2 separate regions of the Mus musculus genome follow, and region 2 is linked to region 1. A link is a contact called in public promoter capture Hi-C data. All regions are on one chromosome and are shown on one strand. The core of a region is the stretch at or near the end of the contact, and the rest is flanking DNA. Distances in the headings are between cores, read along the strand shown. Region 1 holds the start of Pou2f2 (POU domain, class 2, transcription factor 2). Region 2 holds the start of Cic (capicua transcriptional repressor).

The links. Promoter capture Hi-C pulls out the DNA fragments that hold promoters and counts their contacts.
Region 2: a promoter capture Hi-C map of embryonic stem cells shows a contact between it and region 1, with 11 read pairs. The contact joins the promoter of Cic here to the promoter of Pou2f2 in region 1. A contact is called at or near these places in 23 of 39 promoter capture datasets (the 3T3-L1 cell line, 3T3-L1-derived adipocytes, the C10 cell line and 15 more), 7 of 15 datasets of contacts at CTCF or cohesin (CD8 T cells, the NIH/3T3 cell line, embryonic stem cells and 3 more), 51 of 484 Hi-C or Micro-C datasets (B cells, CD4 T cells, CD8 T cells and 24 more), 32 of 115 datasets of contacts at active chromatin or transcription factors (the 230-238 cell line, CD8 T cells, DN3 thymocytes and 20 more) and 3 of 9 other capture datasets (adipose tissue, liver and pancreatic islet).

Annotation. Positions count from the first base shown.
Region 1 is chr7:25,130,054-25,134,303 of GRCm38.p6, forward strand. It overlaps Pou2f2 (POU domain, class 2, transcription factor 2), which reads right to left and starts at 2,407. Exons shown (of 15, transcript NM_001163554.1): 1 at 2,372-2,407. The coding sequence starts at 2,399.
Region 2 is chr7:25,265,891-25,270,140 of GRCm38.p6, forward strand. It overlaps Cic (capicua transcriptional repressor), which reads left to right and starts at 1,809. Exons shown (of 21, transcript NM_001302811.1): 1 at 1,809-1,866. It overlaps Gm45974 (a long non-coding RNA gene), which reads right to left. Exons shown (of 3, transcript XR_001778066.2): 3 at 2,443-2,507.

The DNA of each region.
Region 1 (4,250 bases), core at 1,157-3,656:
CCAGGTGATGGACACAGCAAGAGCAGTGGTATACACAGCTACAGCCAGCAATGCCAAACTCTGTGCATAGGTGTGCATAGATCCCAGGGAGGACTAAGTGCATGCCCAGGGCATCGCCCTTCACAGCCTCTGTTTGGAGCAAATGAATGTCTAGGGTAGATGCCATCCAAGGCAAGCCCCCACCAACACTGCACTGGAAGTCCTGCATGTGGCACAGGTTCAAGGCTTGGTCTACAACACCCTGGTTTTCCACCTGACAATTCTGCTGTCTATCCTATCCCCTAAGCAGCTATTCCTTAAGCCCATAGATGGAGGGGTTGGGGAAATGGCCAAACACCACGAGGGTCTGAGTTCAAGTCCCTAGATATCCATTTTCAAAAATGCAGGGATGTGAGTCTGTAACAGATAAGATGGCAAGACAAGAGGGGGAGTTGGCCAACCAACCAGCGTGTGTCAAGACAGAAGGCAAGGACTGACATCCTGAGGTTGACCTCTGACCTCCACACAGACTTGTCCACACTCACATTTGCATGTGCGCGCGCACACACACACACACACACACACACACACACAACCTATAGGGAGACACACACTCAGATGATGCCATAGGGTGGTGTATAAAAAAACCAACCCCATCCAGATACATGCATACACACATGCACTTACTCATATCCAGAGTGACACACACACATTCGCATATTCAAAGGCACAGGCAATCTGATATGCATACACCCGTGTCCAGAGTCAGTTCATTCTGAGAGGTAACCACGAAGACCTCTGAGACTCTCCAGGGTGGAGAGCCTGAGATCAGACGGTGAGTGATCTGCCCGAGGCCACACGATGTATTAATCACATCCTTACGATGGATTGATTCTTGCCAATGCTACACGGTGAAAACCCATAACAGTTCTCCTGGGTAGGACTTTTTCTTTTTTTTTTCACCCTACAGAAATCCCCAGTAAAAAGTCTAATGCTTTGTCCAGTGGCTACAAGTTCTCACTTGAAATGAGTCCATAGTGAAGCCGCTATATGTGTGCAGATGGCAGTCTGGACTTCATATGTACACTGAACAAGTAGATATGTGTACACCCACACGGCCACCTCAGTAAATAAATACCTGTCAATCCTCATCTTTCTACTGTCTACCACCATCATTTTTATATCCTAGCTCAGAGAACTCCTCCAGGAAGCCCTCCCTACTACCATGACAACAGAACTAGATAACTTCTGGACTCTATCATCTCTGCTCCACCCTCCACCCTCCAATCCCAGGTCTGATCACCACAGGATTGTCCTTTCCACTGAACTCGTGACTCCAGAAAAGCAGACCTGAAGCTGCCTAGCCCTGATATATCTTCAACACCAATATCCAACATAGAACGGCCCGGTAACCAGCGGTTGTTGAAGGGACTTGGCGATGCCCCCCACATACTGATGCATGTTGGACGGATGCACGCCAAGCCAACACTCACACCTACGGTCACCCAGGAGCTCGACGCACACTCGACCAAAGCTCCAGAAAAGCAGTCATGAAGTACTGATCCTTGGAATATCTCAGCACTGGTATTATCACCTTACACTTCCCAGTACTCTGCTGAGGTATGCTAAGTCTGCGCAGAGATGCATACCTTCTACGAAATGAGTCCCCAAGCGCAAATCACCTGATACGGTGCCTGCACCGTATCCAGCTCACCCAGGCAAGCATGTAGTAACTCAAAGACATAGAATGCATGCGCCACGGAGAAAGTCAGAGCAGGATAAGGAGACTGAGGGATATATAAGATTAGTGCCATTTTGCAGAATAAATGAAGTGGATCAAGAAGAAATCACTGCTACGGGCACACAGGAATGCCACGCACAGCAGCCCTCCCCCCTGCACACCCAGGAGAAATAGCAATAAGCACAGGACGCAGGACACCACACCCACACTCACACATATGCACACCTGCACCACACAAACGCAACTGCTTGGTCTTCCAAACCTGTTGCAGCCCTGTGTCTAAAGAATCGCCCACGCTGCCCAGCCCACCAGTTCCCCATATGAAGTCCAGCAAAAAACAAAACAAAACAAACAAACAAACAAACAAAAAACCACATGACCCTTCCTTTTTCCTGTTCCCTCAGTGGGGAGACAGACTGGAAGTATACCCCCCCACACACACACCCCATGCCTAATGCAAAACAGTATCAAAGAGGAGCTGAGGAGGGGGACTAGGTGAAGGAAGGAAAAGATGTTACTAAAGCACGGGGCCTCCCAAACAAGGGGGACAGCCGAAGAGGAGGTGCAGGAACCGTTGGCAGAGGTGGTCAGCAGAACGGCCCTAATATGCTATTTGTCCTCGCCACCCATGAGAAGGCATCAGCCTCTTACCTGGAGCCCCCATGCTGGAATGAACCATGCTGCCCGCCAGCCAGGGCTGGGGAACAACTGTGTCATCTCCCCGCCCTCTCTGGGGGCCAGCCCTCCCTGCCGGAAGTCACCCCGGGAGGAAACCACAGGGCCGGTCCGCCCCCTTCGGAAGGGAAAATACCCTGGCCCACAGGCCGACCCCAGCGGCCCAGGCGACCCCAGATCATGAGTGTATTTGAGTAGGGGCTTAGTCGGGTGGAAAGCGAGGACGCTGGAAGAACTGACTCTTGCTGGGGCCACACTAGGAGGTATCTATACAGTCCTTCTGCCCCCGCAGCACGGAGGGGTGGGGGCGAACACATCTGGAACAGGGCGTGTGGGGCTGTGAGAGAAGGTGAGGCTATACAATAACAATGGCAAACACAATTTGAGGTTTGTTCGAGGAGGGATCTCTCAGTGCCTAACCCTGCACCTCCCACGTAACAGGTGTCATAGTTTGACAGTATTTTGTGATTCGTCTTACAAACGACAAGACTGAAGATCAGAGAAGGGAGCAGTGGCTTTCTCAAGGATCCAGGGCCAAGATGCATCAAAGTAAAAAAAAAAAAAAAAAGGGGATGCTCAGGATGCTGTGGACAGACCAAGGCTTGCAACCTGTGCCACAGGTAAGGCATCCCGGGCCAATAGTGCCCATGAGCAGTGGCACAGTGGCAGTTAGGGCGAGGGGTGGAGGCCTAAGTCAGAGACAGCTAGAAGCCTGTCAGAGGGCAAACGCGTGCACCCGGGGCAGTGGAGCTGAGCTTGAGTCCTCAGGGTTCCTGTGGAGCGCTTTCAGCGAGCCGCTCCGCTCTCAGTCCTGCGGTTTTCCTGAAGCCCGCCAGAGGGCGGCAGCGTCCAGTCAATGGGCAGGAGGGCGGGGCCGGCTTCAGAGGAGGGAGCCCCGCCCTCCGCTCCATCCCGGCCCGCATCCTCCCCCGCCCCGCGCGCACACCTGCGAGGGTCACACAAAGGCGCAGGACTCGGGCGCACAGTAGCGCAGACAAAGGCAGGCGCGAGCCAACTGCCCTCTTCTCCCTCTCAGCTTCCTGGAGTCCGAGTTGCTGAGCTGCCTTGGCATCTCTTAAACAGTTCTCCTATCCACTAGGGCCATCCAGGACACTTTACACCCCAAGTGGAGGGTCCCCCAAACCACACGCGTGCACACATAGACGGCTGGATTCATCCTTCTACATACATGCATACACTGAAGTATTTCTTCTCAGACCAACCCTCCAGCATTTCACACGAATGCACACACAGAGATTCACTAGTGCACATCTCTACCATGGCCCCAATATCACCCCTCCCCGCAGACCAAGCTTCATCAGCTACATATGCTCTACTACTTCACCCAGACCCACAGGGCAGAGGGCACATCTACACATATGGCCAACGCAGGCCAGGTTACATGTGCCCACACTCCCATGTGCACAGCCATGAAGGACACAAAGAACTACATGGGTGCCCTCTGCCCCCAGCCCTGTGCAGGTGGACACCCCAAGACCTGGCAGATGGTCCTGACAGGAACGAACTCAGCTCTTAAGCTGCACACAGAGGGGACAGTTCCTGGGCATCTACACTCTATAATATCCCATTATCGGAAAGACCATTTCAGAGGGCATTTGCCGACCGCACAGCGGCTGGCGGCAGATTTTCTATACACGAGGGTCTTCCCAGCAGAAGTTGGGGGCAGTAAGGTAGCAGGTTTTTGTCTTGAAGCCTGATTTACCCAGTAAGCTCCATTTTCATTTAGGATTTATCTTTTGAGGGAGTGGTGGTACTTAGCACGATATGGAGGGATACAACCCAGACAAGGCCCCTCCCCCATAGTCTACCCTTTACCAATTCAACATCGTGCAGG
Region 2 (4,250 bases), core at 559-3,058, 140 kb after region 1:
TGACCATTATCTAGGAAGATAACGAGGAACCAGAAGTAGATACTTAGAACCTAAAGTGACCTAAAGAGGAACCAGAGTAGATACTTAGAACTATAGATAGCTGAGTTACACCCAAACGCAAGTATTTACAATGGCCTAGGGGGAAGGTGGACTATACAATAGACTAGAGTAGGAACTATGGCAAGGGCACAAGCCCCTGGCTTCTAAGATTAAGTGGACCTTAGGTGGAGCTGTTTCTGATCCCAGTTGTTAACAGAATTTTATCTCAGTTGGTTCCTGCCAGTTCTTCCGTGTTTGCATTCCTCTGTTTTGTGTAAGAATCCAGTAACCTCTTTGTACCTTGCTGGTGTCACCCATCTTCCCTATTTTCTTCTGTATAAAAAGTTTGATGCTCAATTTGACAAATTACATTCAGATCCACACTCCCTTGTGTTGAGTCTGTCCATCCATTCCCGCTGACTCCTTGCCCACCTGAGACTAGAGACCCGTTCCATGCAGACAAGGGATCAATAGGGTCTGCGGCACGGTGGGAACTTCCTGTAGATATCGAGAAGTTGCCTCACTGTAAGTGCCATAGATAATGGGTGCTTTTTGCATGTCCTATGTGAAGCAGCCATATATCCCAGAACATTCTCTTACAGAGCATAGTGCAAGCATAAGGAAAGCAGAATAACTAAAAGCAGCTCAATGAGAAAGGGGTTTATCTCAACTTATATTTCATCAAGCCCATCTGAAGGGGCGTCAGGGCAGGAACTCTGGGCAAGAATTCAATGGGGAAGCCATGCAAGAACCCTTCATAATGGCTTGCTCTCCATGGTTTGTTTCGCCTGCTTCCCAGGACCACTTTCTCAGGGGTTGCACCCACCCACAATGGGTTGGACCCTCCTACACCAACCACTAATTAAGATAGTACTGCACTGACTTGCCTACAGGGCAATCTTTTGGAGACAATTGGGGTTCACTCTATGTCAGGATTTGGTACTTGTGTCAACTTAAAAACTAACCAGCACCAACAGTAAGATGTGCTACAATAGACCAGATGTGTGTGTGTGTGTGTGTTTCACTATTACAGTCTTGAGTATCCATCATATGCAAGAGAAACCTTCATTAGAGGAGGAGTACACCATTCTCCATTATCCTTTGATCCAAGGGAAACCTGATGGGAAGACTGAAGCTAGGGATAGTCACACCTGGTGTAAACTCGGCACCGGGGCAACAGCTGTCTATGCCTCAGAGGGTATGTGGCACATGCTCTTCTCCTCACCTCCGGTGTGACACCCACCCCAAGATTTTTACACATCTTTCCTCAGGTGTGAAAAGCCATAGGGCTATTCGCCTTCGGAATGAAGTGTGAAACCCCAGGAAGTGACGCAAAAGAAAAGTTTGGAGATTGGAGGGTGCGATCAGAAAAGTGCGCCGTCCTAAAATCAAAAAGTCTTGGAGTTGACATCACGGCCACAGGCCACGCGGGTTGCCAGTACTGCAGAGCGCGCTACCCTACAACCGCAGGTCCTCTCTCCTTCTGGTGGCAACAGGGCTTTCCGCGGGGCCGCGCCAGACTTTTTGAGACTGTTGATTGGCCGTAGTCCGGCCACCCGACAGCCAATCATGCAGAGGAAAGGTGACATCACTAGTTCTCCTCCCATCCCCCTACCCCAAACTTCTCTACTCTGGTTTACCAGCACCAACAACCACGTGGGGGAGGGGTAAGAGAGTAGAACCGGTGAGGTCATTGCACCGCCCCTGCCGTTGCTGATTGGCTGCGGGGCTCGCGGGTGTCGGTTGGCTGCTCTTTGCACCTCCCCCTCGTGCCGCTACAGCCGCCTCAGCGAGGAGCCACTGGCGACGCCAGAGCCAGCAATCCGGGTGAGTCGGGGCCCTGGGTCTAAGATGTTCCCAGTGTCCAGCGAGACTCAGGAGGAGCTGCCCTTTCCGACTTTTTCTCTTCGCCCGGGTTCTTTGGAGCTCCATGCACTCTGTCACATGGGAGTTGTAGTCTGACTTATGCTTCTGACTACGGGCCGGATACAGAAGAAGACTACTATTCCCAGCAGGCATTGCGTTCAGCTGGTCAACAAACCCTCGGGCCACGCCTCTCGAGCTTGTTTATTGGAGGGCATATCCTTTAGTCCCGCCTCCCTTCATTTTATTGGTTACTGTCCCTCGCAGGGGGTGGTTTCTTGCTTAAGATGGATGGTGATTGGGTACTGTAATTGTCATTCGGCATATAAATAGTCTGTTAATTGGTTAAAGGAGGTGTCCATTACTTGTTGTAAGGTAGAGTTCTAGGCAGATCAGGCAGTCGTAGGCTTAGGTTGGTGTCGGTCCCGGAGGGAGGCCGGTCTTGGAATTTGACCCCGCCCCTTGGCGCTGCCGGAAGAGCGCAATTGGTGGTAGCAAGTGTCGCTTGCGGATGATAGGCGGAGCCGACTAGACAGCGAATATCTATTGGTCTAGGTTGGCGCCGGTCACCGGGGTTGTGGCCGTTTATTGGCTGGTTGCTCCAGCTGTTGCAGGTCCATTCACCATTTTGTGTGTTGGAGTAAAAAAAAAAGGGAGAATCGAGAGGGAGAGCCGGAGGGGGGGCGGGGAGGGACCGGACCGGACTGAGCCGGGGCCACGGCCCCCCGCCCCGAAACCCCGCGGAGCCCGAGGTGAAGGGCGGGGCTAGGGCTGACACTGCGTGGGGGTGGAGGGGAGCTGGAGGCCGAGAGGGGACAGGTGGCAGGGACGGGAAAGGGGTACAGGGCAAAAGAGGTGGGCGGAATGGTGTGGGAAGGGGTGACAGAGTGGAAGAAGTGGTAGGAAGTGGGGAGTGACAGAAAAGGAGCAACTAGGGGAGAGTACTGATAACAGGAATGGAGGGGTAACAGGATTAGATCAGGGTGACAGGGAGAGGAAGGGGACCGAGTTGGAGGGGGTGATAAAGAGAGGCGATGGGCAGAGGTGTCAGATTTGGAGGTCTAGAGATGGCCGACAGAAGAGTGAATAGGAGGAATAGGTGATATAAATAAATGGGGGTGACCAGCGGGGGGGGGTAACAGGAGGGGGCCTAGTATCTGAGAAAATAAGGTAGAGGTGGTGACAAGATGGGAGAGAGTGGCAAGCGAAGATGGTGTCAGGAGGGTGGATGGAAATAGAGAGGATGAGACCCTAAAGGGCATGGGGTGGCCTCAGCTTCAGGAGTTTCACGTTCTGAAAGGGAGGTGAGGGCCCGCGGGACCCTGGGTAGTAGTTAGCTATGGTGCACAGGAAGAAGGTAGGCCCCAAGAAAGAGAGGTCTGGCTCTGGGGTAAAGAGACCAGTCCAGGTAACAGGGGTAAGGGATGTTGGCTGGTGTGCTTGTAGGCCCTGGGTGGGGTGTAAAGGTTTATGTTTGGACAGTGTTTGTACCAGATCTCAGGCTCCTGAATGGTGCCCTAGCAGGTCAGTGGGGAGATGGCAGTGGAGTCGGCTTAACTCACAGCACCTTGGTGCTGATCCCAGGCCCTTCAGAGTCTGCCAGTGAGAACCCCAGAATTGTCCCACAGAAGGAGAAGGCCTCAAGTCGGAGAGCATGAGATCTGGGATCGCAGTCAGCCTGAAGACTGTCAGAGGGGTCTCTGATTGTGTTTGGCGGAATCTAGGACAGCTAATGTTTGGCTTCTCAAGTTTTCCAAGTCACTCTGGAGTAAAGTTTTAGGGGTTTTGTTTTGCCCTTTTTTTTTTTTTTTTCTTCTTTTCTCAGGGCAGCTTGAAAGGGGGCGGGCAGAGTGACTGTTCAGGAAGTGGGTGAGGTTGGCTTGTTGGGCTTGTCCTGCTGTCTTTGACCTCATCCTCCTTACCCCCACCTGGAGCTGTCTGGGCATATTTGGGTCCCTGAGGGTGCTGGCCATTTCAGACACCCTGCCCAGCCTGCTCAGTCTGGGTGAGGATACGTGCAGGCCAGAAGTGAGGGCTGGGCTTGCAGGCATTGCTCTGGGTGCTGTTGGGGAAAGGGGAAGACTCCCTCCTGTGTAGTGGGACAGAGAAACCCTGGGGTGTGCAGTTCTGTGTCCCACTGTGTGATGACGTGTGCTGCATTTGTGCGCGTGCGTGTGCTCATGTACAGTCCTGTGGCAGTGCTGGTGTGAGCTCTTGCCCCAAACGTGCCCCTGCCTACTCCCTGCCAGGACCTGGGAAGATGGTTGTACCTGGCAGACCTGGGATACTGAGCAGAGTGGGCAAGCATCCCTAGGGACTCTGAGCTGCCTACTCCTTCCCACAGTACC